Regions from separate parts of the Capra hircus genome. Here region 2 is linked to region 1. A link is a contact called in public Hi-C data. All regions are on one chromosome and are shown on one strand. The core of a region is the stretch at or near the end of the contact, and the rest is flanking DNA. Distances in the headings are between cores, read along the strand shown. Region 1 overlaps ARHGAP12 (rho GTPase-activating protein 12). Region 2 has its middle 250 kb from the start of ZNF438.

The links. Hi-C and Micro-C count contacts between places; a contact is called where the count stands out from the background.
Region 2: a Hi-C map of blood shows a contact between it and region 1, with 4 times the contacts expected there. The contact joins two enhancer-like sites. A contact is called at or near these places in 2 of 5 Hi-C or Micro-C datasets (both in blood).

Annotation. Positions count from the first base shown.
Region 1 is chr13:32,884,081-32,889,413 of ARS1.2, forward strand. It overlaps ARHGAP12 (rho GTPase-activating protein 12), which reads left to right. Exons shown (of 16, transcript XM_018057179.1): 16 at 1-590. Among named protein-coding and RNA genes, the nearest start is that of ARHGAP12, 120 kb to the left of the region's middle. Within about 2 kb of position 3,456, at least 1 of the 5 cell types and tissues checked has an H3K27ac peak or open chromatin away from gene starts, as enhancers often do.
Region 2 is chr13:33,846,538-33,851,871 of ARS1.2, forward strand. No RefSeq gene overlaps it. Among named protein-coding and RNA genes, the nearest start is that of ZNF438, 250 kb to the left of the region's middle. Within about 2 kb of position 3,479, at least 4 of the 5 cell types and tissues checked have an H3K27ac peak or open chromatin away from gene starts, as enhancers often do.

The sequences.
Region 1 (5,333 bases), core at 2,206-4,705:
CAATTTGCAGATTCGCTTTCTTGGGAACAAATATTTTTTGTATGACCTAAAAACCTCTCGCCTGAGTTTTGTGGTAAAAGTATTGTTTGTGGTTGTGATCTTATTAAATTGATAACAAACTAAGCTATTTGACAGCAGTGGGAAAGCAGATTGTTTGGGCAGGGAGAAAAATCCCCTAGATAAGAATGTTTATATTTGCCTAAAGATGTCCATAACCATATACACTATGCCCTAGGCCTGGCCTGTGTAGTGATTGTATGCCAGGAAAACAATTAGATGCAAATCAGTGATGTTCTTTCTCTTGGTAGTTACAACATATCAAAGAATAAAATTGTCCTGTGTTTCTTGTTTCAAAGTACACGTGTGTATGTGAAGTCTTAAATGTTTTAATAGTCCAAGGCTAATCAGCTTATTGTAATATTGTATGTACAATGAGATCAATGTCTTGTGTTTTCATCCTCTGTGAATTAAAAGTTCTCACTTGTTTTGTCATAACAAAACCAGTAATTTTTCCTGTCTTGATAGCTTGATTTTTAGTAGAAAATATATTAAAGGCTGAAATAAATTGTCAGTGAAATTTCATTTACTAATAAGACTTTCCTTCAGAGTGTCATTTAAAAAACAATAGTTGGAAATGGAAAGAAAAAAGTATATTTAGGTATGTTGTTCTATTTCAATACAACAAAATACTATTTAAATTTTATTATAAGAAATTTTGCCTTTTACTTTAGAAAAAGTTAATTAAGAAAAAAAGCAGTGTTACCTTTTAGGTAGAGGCAAACCTATAGATTTTTTTTTTCTTATGTGAAAAGCACAAATGGAATAATTCGGCCACTTTGGGCATAGACAGTTGTGTTAATATATGCATACACACGTATATGTGTGTGTATATTGTTCAGTTGCTAAGTCCTGTCCAGTGTTTTGCCACCCAGTGGACTGCATCACGCCAGGCTCCTCTGTTCATGGGGTTTCCCGGGCAAGAATACTGGAGTGGGTTGCCATTTCCTTCTGCTGGGATCTTCCTGACCCAGGAATCAAACCCGTGTGTCATACATTGGCAGATGGATTCTTTGCCATTGAGCCACCAGGGAAGCCCGAATGTGTCATTGCTTACATACAAATGAAAACTCATCATTAATAATAGTGGTAGATACCTGGAGACCTTTGTACTATTTTAATTTTATCCCATGGTTCTTTATAAACCTGTAATATTAAATATTAAGATAGCAGTGAGAGGGAAAAAAGGTTATTCTATAATTGTGCCCCGAGATTTCTTTCTCAGTTCATGAGAGAGGCTTCTGATTAAATGTTTACACATGCCGTTTTTCACAACACTGATCTCTCCAGCATCTTTGAGCATTTAGAAGAAATACATAGAGGAACCTACAACATGCCTATTTAGTGAAAAAGAAATCAGAATAGTCAGATGATGGGTATCATCTTCTCATTGGTCTTATAAAAGTCAACTACTCCAATATTGCATCCATAATGGGTAGAAAATAAGATTTTATTAAGTTTCCTGGTCTCTCAACTCCAGCCGTCTGCACTAACGATCCTCTTTTATAGAAAACATGGCCTAGTTTGAGACTGAGGTGTTTTAATTAGTGAGTTCAGCATGTTTGTTACAGTCCCTGAGGTGGGGCATCATTTCTGTTTTTGTTTTTAAACGGTATTCCAGTATAACTAATACAATCATGTTACCTGCAACTTCAGTTTGAAACCAAAAAAGAAAAAAAAGGCAAAGGGGCTGCAAAACAAGATCAGTAGCCTTACAATGATGGTGATTAGAATCTCTTGAAAATTCACAAGCCGGGAGCCCAGGCACTGCGAAGTCAGCCCTAGGCCTTGGCAGAGAACAGGACGTCCAGAATGCTAATAAGACCTTCTGTAGCTACGGAAGGCAGGGAGTTCTCCTGAAGAATCTCAATTAGGCTTCTCAACTGAAATTTTGTGGACCAGGGGTGGCTGTAAGTGTATTCAGCTGGATTGAGCTTTTTTCAGATTAGCCTTATGTGACTGTGGCACTTAAATGAATTCTTTCATTTCCTTCATTGCTTCCCTTCTCCTGCAGGGAAAAAAAAAAAAACCAAAATGCAAAAAAGCACTTTCATGATACTCATAAACAGAGCACATCGAGAACAAGGTAACTGTTTAATGCACCACCACAATATGAGTCCAGAAAAGTTTGGTTTCTTAATTTTTCTCATCAACCCGCTCTTCCTTTCGTTTTACTTCCTCTCCCAATGTTTTCAGAAGAACAGCCTTTGGTAAAGATTTTAACCGGGAGCCAGATCTTCTAGGTAGTTTTTTGTTTTGTTTTGTTTGCTTGCTTGTTTTTGCTTTTAATATTTTAAAAAATTTGTTTGGCTCTGCAGGGGTCTTAGTTGCTGCATGTGGGAACTTTTAATTGAGGCATGTGGAATCTTAGTTCCCTAGCCAGGGATCGAATCCATGCTCCATGCAGTGGAAGTATGGATCTCAGCCTCTGGACCGCCAGGGAATTCCCTAGGTAGTTCTAATTGTTGTGGCTCACAGGGCAAGTATTAGTGAAACCTGCAAGTTGTGAACCCTGTGATGTTGATGAAACCTGTGCTGACATCAGAAGGAGATGTGGCGCTGTGGGAACTATCAACAAGGCCTATGCGTAAGTAGAAGTCAGAACAGCTGTCAGGTCAGGGTCATGACTAGTAGAGACTCAGCCTGGTGTTCAGGGCCTCCTGCTGGACATTCTGAGAGGTTGTTTATATATTTGGTTAAGAGAAATGGGTATCTTAACACTTAAGTAAAACTGGTCGATGGATCAAGCAGGACAGACCTACTGGGACCTCACAGTCACAGTTTTAGGTTATGGAGGCCCAGAAGGATGAGCCTAAGGGAAGAAACATTTTAATTAGTTACGTTATTTCTGTTTAAACTTTGTGATGCATTTAGGTAAAGCATATTCTGGCATGTTCACATATTGTTTGATGAAGCAGCAGCTTGTCTACCTGTTGTGGGCATCTGTTTTCAAGGTAAGTTCATCTTTATTTATGGGACATATTGAAACTTCTCTTTTATGTGTTACGTGCATTCTGGTGACTGCACGCGGCCTGTCTCAGCAGTTGCTGTTTGCCTTGGACTGTCAGATGAATGGCTGCTCACACAGGCTGTACTGGGGCTTCCTGAGGCCCTTGTGTCCACAGCATCCAGATTTCCTGGAGCAGGTAGACTTGAATCAAGGGCCTCTGTGGAAGCCAGCACAACTGTGTGGTCCCCCCCTTTATAGATGGCGGGGTCCCAGTATTTTTTGTTCTATGTTTCCCTCAATTCAACACTCATGTTGGAAACCGGATCAGATGTGTCATTCCTGACACCTGGCTGCACCTTTCGACGCCCTCTGATTATGGCTCTGCCTCCTGACCTGTTACATCAGCCAAATTGATTCTGAGCATGGCCAGTACCAACAGCTGAACCTTCTTACCCGTCTAACCACTCTTGGAAGCAGCTGGAGCATATTCAGTTGGCGTCAGTGTTCCACAAAGCCAGCGTCAGACGATACGAAATCATTTTTTCAGATAACAGGCAGCTCTGAAACATCTCCCACTGCATAGGAGGTTGGGAAGACACTTTAAACAGTCTCTAAGATCCCATTTATTCATTCAACAAATTCATTGACTTTGTTTAATAAATATGAATGTGTTTTGTTAACACAGAGCTTTAACCTTTGGGGATATGATGGTGAACGAAACAGAGTCCCTGCTTTTGTGTTTATGTTTTTGAGATTGGTATTATGACAACTGGTGTATATTTAGTTCTGACGTAAAACCCTTACTGAGTAGGTGAACTGAAATGGTTAGTCTCAGTAGTTTTATTATAAATTATGAATATGCCTTCCAGTCAGCTGCTAGTGTTGTGGTCAGGCCAGCTTGCTGAGATTGAGCTGAGATTTATTGCTATGGGATTGGGTAGATTGAGTTGAGAATGACATATATAATTTGAGTACTTGTTGAGTTGAAGTTAGGCAAGTTTGTCAGATAAATACAGGAAATATTGATGGCTTTGATGAAGCATCGTTTCAGTGGATGAGGCCTGGTTTTAAACAGCAGATGGATCATCATGGGGAAGCAATAAAATGTGGAGTGGAACATTAGCTAAAGTTTCAGAAAAATCGTGGATTGAACAACGTTGTTAGCAGTCACATGAGTAATCCGTGTCATACCTCCTGTGTGAAGAAGACACATGGAAAGGATTCTGGGAAGATGCTGGTTACAGCATAGTTTTTCAGTTCTCACAATAAAACAGCATAATGACGACAGCAAAACTAGGTAACATACCCTCACAACCCCCAAAAGACAAGCGACTGTGGATAAAGCTCCACCAGCTCCAGGATCTGTAAGGATACGGTGTCTGTGAGAGGAGCAGGAAAGAGACCATAGGGTAGCATCTGACAGACCCGAGGACAGGAGGACTGCAGTATAACCACCAGGACTGGAGGGGCTGAGTCACTCTCTGCTAGGAATTCTCAAAACTAACTTGTTAGAGGTCCCTTTCAGGGCAAGGCCTCTCACTGAAGAAGGGTTGCTGGGAGTGGAATCAAAATTGGGCAGGATAGGGACAGTGGATCAACAAGATTGTCTACATCAGGGTGCACAGGGGAGATGGAGCCAAGAAGTCCCAGAAATCAAACTGCCGTGGTTTTTTTTTTTTTCCTTTAGTGAATAACTTTATTATCTAGGGTCAAAGGTGAGGTACAGGCTCAGCACTCTTCAGGACATGGGTTGGTGGAGGGGGTCTGCAGCTTTTTCCTCTCTGACTCAGCCTCTGTGAGTTTGACGGTGGAGGAGGGAGACAGGACCATCCTGAGCTCAGCGGCTGCTGGTGTTGAACTGCAGGTAACATTGAGCTATACGTTGATTGGTGTAGATTACTGAATTCAGATAATTCTGCTGAGCTTTTTGCTCCTCAGCCAGCTGCTGGTTGAAGGAGCCTGCTGCTGCTGCTAAGTCTCTTCAGTCCGACTCTGTGCGACCCTATAGACGGCAGCCCACCAGGCTAGCCCCCTCCAAAATTCAGCATGCAGCTCCTTCCCCTGCTCTTCCATAATGTTTAACACAATTCAGAAACAACACCAGAATGAATCTGATAAGGTAATGAACCTTTCTTGAATCCTTAGTCCAAAAGTTCAGGAAGATTACTTTTACCTTAAAATGAGCAAAATAATAGCATCAAAGCCAACTCTCATATGAAATTATGAGGAGAAAAAGAATTAGTATAGTAGCATCCCTATGGAAACGGAAGCATTCCAGAAACACATGCCCATAAAGAAAACTAATCTTTTATTTCAAAATGAACTC
Region 2 (5,334 bases), core at 2,229-4,728, 960 kb after region 1:
CCTCCCAGCTCTAAGAACCTGTGTTTCTGCCATTTGGCCTTTCTGCTTTTGGAATTGATAGATGATAATATCTAATTCCTCCCAATACTATGTGATCTAGGTCCAGCCAGAGCCACGGTTGCCAGAAGGCTCCTCCTCCCACTCACCCCGATGGTGGAAATCCATCTTGTTTATGACTGTCTATATCCTGCTTACAGAAAAAGCTCTCTAGTCCTGCCTTCCCAGAATAAAAGTCTGAACTCAAAGTCCTAGCCCTCCCTGTGGGAAGAAAGGATCAAATCTTGACCCTTGAGATGCTCCCATTCAAGATCTGAATTTAGGAATGAGTAGCCTGGGGTGAAAAGAAGGGGGTGAGCAGACGAGGAAGGAGTTTCCGCCTAGGGCCTAAATATTTAAGAAAGTATTTGAGAAAAAAGTGTTTGGAGTGATGGCAGAGACATCTGGCTTGCAGTGGTGGGAGCTGTTTCCCAGACACGGAAAGGTCAACCCTGGGACTGGAAGTTTCATTAGTGTGAGTAGAGGTGGTGTGTGCAAGCAAGCAGGCATCTGGAATTAGTGGCTTTGAGCGCAGAGGCCACCACAGCCTGTTCATGGAGTCTGAGGCTGGGGTTTGGGAATGCTCCTGGAATGCTCCTGTAAGAGCCTCTGCTGTTACCCTACCTGCCTGTGACTCTGCACGTTCTAACATCACCTAAGAGAATGGCTAGATGCTCACCAGACCCATTTTCTCTTCATCCTTGGGCATCCATGGAGCTGGGCTGCTGGACCTCCTTTCCCAGCCTTCCTGGCTTTGCTGCATGGTCACATGACTGTGTTGTGACTAATGGGGACAGAGAGATGGGCTTCCATGCCTGGTCCCCAATTCCCCTCCACTTCTCCCAGTACAATCCTCCATGCTCTTACCTCCCAGGAAGGGTAGAGGATGCAGTGGAAGACACAAAGTCCCTGGAAAGTGGTGGAGCCAGGAGGAGAAAAGGAGCCTGAGCCCTTGAGTCCCCCCTGACTGTGCTGTGAAATGAACCTCTTATTGTGTTAAGCCACTTTGATTTGGGTGTTGAGATAGGGTTAGCTCATCCCTACTAATACACTTAATAAATCCAATTTCTGCTTAACTAGTCAAGGAAGATTTTACTTTTTATGTCCAAGAGCTGAGTCTCACTTCCCAACCTGATCTGCCCTCAAGAGGTCTGATGTGAGAGGCGGTCACATGTGCAGGTAAGCTCTGGTTCCCTCAGAACAGGATGCATTCCCCCCCTTCCTCCTGACCAGCCCCCGCCCCCTCCTCACCAGCCTCCCCCCTCCCGCCCACCCCTCAATCCCCACCCTTCTTCAGACTCAGGCCACAGACCTCTTCCTGAGAAAGCTGGCTTCACCTCCTCCGTGGTCTTGGTGGAGTCTGTGACTTCACTCCTAACTCACTGACTGATGCTGAGAGAAGGCAGGCATGTTCTCCCTGGCACCCCTGGACTCTGTATAAGGAATCCTGCCCTCCCCTTTATTATAAGGCAAAGCTAGCTGTGGGACAGGTGCCCTTAGAGCCATCTCTGAGGAAATTACCCTGCACCTGGTTAAAATCTGGCTCGGAATTAGGTAAGTACATTGTTGTTCAGTTGCTCAGTCATGTCTGACTCTCTGCAACCCCTTGGACTGCAGCAAGCCAGGTTTCCCTGTCCTTTACCATCTCCAGGAGTCTGCTCCAACTCATGTCCATTGAGTCAGTGATGCCATCCAACCATCTCTTCCTCTGTCGTCCCCTTCTCCTCCTCCTTTCAATCTTTCCTAGCATCAGGATCTTTTCCAATGAGTTAGCTCTTGGCATCAGGTGGCCAAAGTATTGGTGCTTCAGCACCAGTCCTTCCAATGAATATTCAGGGTTGATTTCCTTTAGGATTGACTGGTTTGATCTCCTTGCTATCCAAGGGACTCTCAAGAGTCTTCTCCAACACCACAGTTCAAAAGCATCAGTTACTCAGTGCTCAGCCGCTTTTATTGCCCAGTTCTCATATCCATACACGACTACTGAAAAACCATAACTTTGACTATATGGATCTTTGTAGGCAAAGTAATGATTCTGTTTGTTAATAAGTTGTCTAGGTTTGTCATTGCTTTTCTTCCAAGGAGCAAGCCGTTTTTAAATTTCATGACTGCAGTCACCATCCACAGTGATTTTGCAGCCCAAGAAAAGAAAGTCTGTCACTGTTTCCATTGTTTCTCCATCACTTTGCCATGAAGTGGTGGGATCCAACGCCATGAGCTTCATTTTTTGAATGTTGAGCTTTAAGCCAGCTTTTTCACTCTCACTTTCATCAAGAGGCTCTTTAGTTCTTCTTCACTTTCTGCCATAAGGGTGATGTCACCTGCATATCTGAGGTTATTGATATTTCTCCTGGCAATCTTGATTCCAGCTTGTGCTTCCTGCAGCCCAGCATTTCCATGATGTACTCTGCATATAAGTTAAATAAGTAGGTCACATGTGACAGAAGGAGACAGAGAAGTACATGCCCTTTGGCATGTCTGGTCTCTCCCACCCCTTAGGTAGTCCCTACCTCCATGGGCCCTTGGCAGCCATGTTTGTATCATGTGACTAACTCCTCACAGTTGATTGGGCCAGGACCAGGCATGGTGATCGAAGGTGGGCCAATCCGAGACTTGTGCCTGAAAGCAGGATATGCAGTCTCACCTGGTCTGCCCTGAGCTCACCTGTCGAGTGGGACCCTCTTCTGTGCCAGGTAGACTGAGAAACAAGTAGAGAGGAAGCCAGTCCACGAACAAAAAGCAGCAGAAATAGAGAAGAAAAGGTGAGAGAAGGAGAAACTAGAAACTTTCTGAGTCTGGCACATCCTAGATTGTGGGTCCAGGAACAAACCCTGCATCCATCATATATTCTCTAGTTTGCTTAAACTAGTTCAACGTAGTCTGTAAAATCTAAACTTGAGTCTTATCTGATACCGAAGAAAGTAGAAAATATCACCCCGCAGATTGCCACCTCGTGGAAACCAAGGTACCTCCTGGCTTGTCATGAACTGGGAAACCTAAAAATATTCAGAGCTAGGGAAAATATGGCAGCTGGCTAGATCTCTAGGGATTTATCATCAGTGAAAAGTGCCTAACTGATTTTCCAGCCCAGCAGCATCACGTCAGAGCAGAGCAAAGGCAAGGAACCCAGAGAGGTGGGAGGGACTTACCCACGCTCGCTCCCACAGGCAGCCAGCCTCGGGGCTAGAAGCCTTGTGGCTGGAACCTGAAACTCCCTTTAGAATGAGCATCCCTTTCATACTTGGGGCCCGGGGCGCAGGGCCAGGCGGGAGCCATCGGGATAAATCAGCACGTGTTGCTAGGCTGGCGACAAATGATGCGGCTAATTCTCGGGACCCTTAGGTCCCCGCGCCGCGGAGACGCGCGCTCCCCGAGCACACGTGCGCACTCGGCCGGCGCGGGAGCAGCTGCAGAGCGGGTGGGGGGAGAGATCATCCAGGCCCGCGCCCTCCCCACCCAGCCCTCCCCACCGCACCCCAGCGCGGCGGGGAGGGCCCAGCCAGCCGGGCCTTTCAGAGTTAATTAGCCTTCATGCATATGGATGGCACCGCCGATTGAACGCGGTGGAGGGGTCGTGACCTGACCCGGGTGAGGCGAGCAGAAAGAAAGGGCTGCTTTCCCCAGCTCGGTCCCTAATTGAAAGCCCAGTTGCCGGGCGCAGCGCCGGGGTGTGATCGCCGCCGCCCCATTTCTCCCGCAGAAGAAACATTTGCGGGGGTGGGAGCGGGGGGAGTCACTGTCGCCGGCGCCCGGCCCCCATTAGCAGCCATCCCCCTGATCTGTCGCCGTAATGATATCTGCGCTGGGAATTGACTCCGCAGCTTTCCTTTTCCGTGATGGTTTTCATTTCCTGTCATTTAAAGCTGGAAGCCTTTATGGAATATCACATGGTTTTCGTTTACACAGGAAATCAGCTGCAGTTGAGAGAAGATGCCGACTTACTTTTTTGTTTGTTTGTTTTTCAATCCTCCCTCCCTTAAAAAAAGGGGGGGGGGGAGAATGGGGGGAAAGCGCCAGCTTGCAGTATTTTGTTTTGAAACAGTTTTCCTTTTTGATCCCAAGTCCCTGTTCTCCGAAGTGGTCTGTGGTTATACAGAAAAGCAGCAGTTTCTTTCTGACACGTGGTAATCACTTTACGTGAAGAAAGCCCAGCGCCGAGGGATGCTCTGGCTTTTTCCAGACCAAGGTGGGGGCGGGGGCGCCTCGGGACCCGCTGCGATCCGCTCTGGGAGCCGTGGACTCGGCGCCTATCCTGGAAAGATGGCACGTACTGCCCAGGGAACGTCCCGGGACCCCCCTGCCAGAACCCGAAAAGAGCGGTGTCCCGCCCCACCGGCCCCGCCCTCGGGGACCACTATTCGAAGTCTTTGACCCGGCCCCAGCCCCTCACCCCAGGAATTGGAGAATCGCTGGGCTTTATAATGAGGATTGAGGATGGCATGGAAGAATTCGCGCTTCATTCTTTAAAGGCCGCCCTCCACTTACTACTGAGTTAGGAACTCCAGACTGGAAGCACCCCCGACCTCCAAGACCGCACTCCGCGGTTACCCTCTCTTCACCCGCGTTCCCCATCCTCCCCGCCCGGAGGGCAACTAGACGGCCCTGGGCAACAGCGCCACCTGGTGCCCAGCGTCCGTCCCCAAGCGATTTGTTTTCCGGGATGCTGAATAACCCACCTTTAGAGAGCAAGGGTGGACAGAGTGGATTCCGGGCTACGGAGCAGCCGGCACTGGGAATTGACGGGGTCCCCAACTCCTTTCCTCTTTCCTGAAGGAGCTTAAAGTGCAGGGGACAGGAGTTTCTCCTTTCCTGTCATTTCCTGAAACACTCCTCAATAACAGACCCATTCCTTTGATTTCAGGCTGAGCCCTCAATTGAACGGGAACTGCCTTTGAGGAGATGCGACTTAAGCAGCTACTTTATTTTATTCTTTATTCTTTTACTATGTATTATTTATACACCCTTGGCTGTGCTGGGTCTTCGTTGCCGTGCTGGCTTTTCTTTAGTTGCGGCAAGCTGGGGGCTACTCTCTAGCTGCGGTGCTCAGGCTTTTCATTGCAGTGGCTTCTCCTTGAGGACAGGATCTAGAGTGCACAGGCTTAGTAACTGCGGTGCTTGCGCTCCGTAGCTGTGGCTCCTGGGCTCCAGAGCCCAGGCTCAGTAGTTGCGGTGCACGAGGCTCAGTTTCCCTGCTGCATGTGGGGTCTTCCCAGCGTGTGCTCGGCCACCTCAGGCCTGTCCGACTCTTTGCGACCCTGTGGACTGTAGCCCGCAGGCTCCTCTGCCCATGGGATTCTC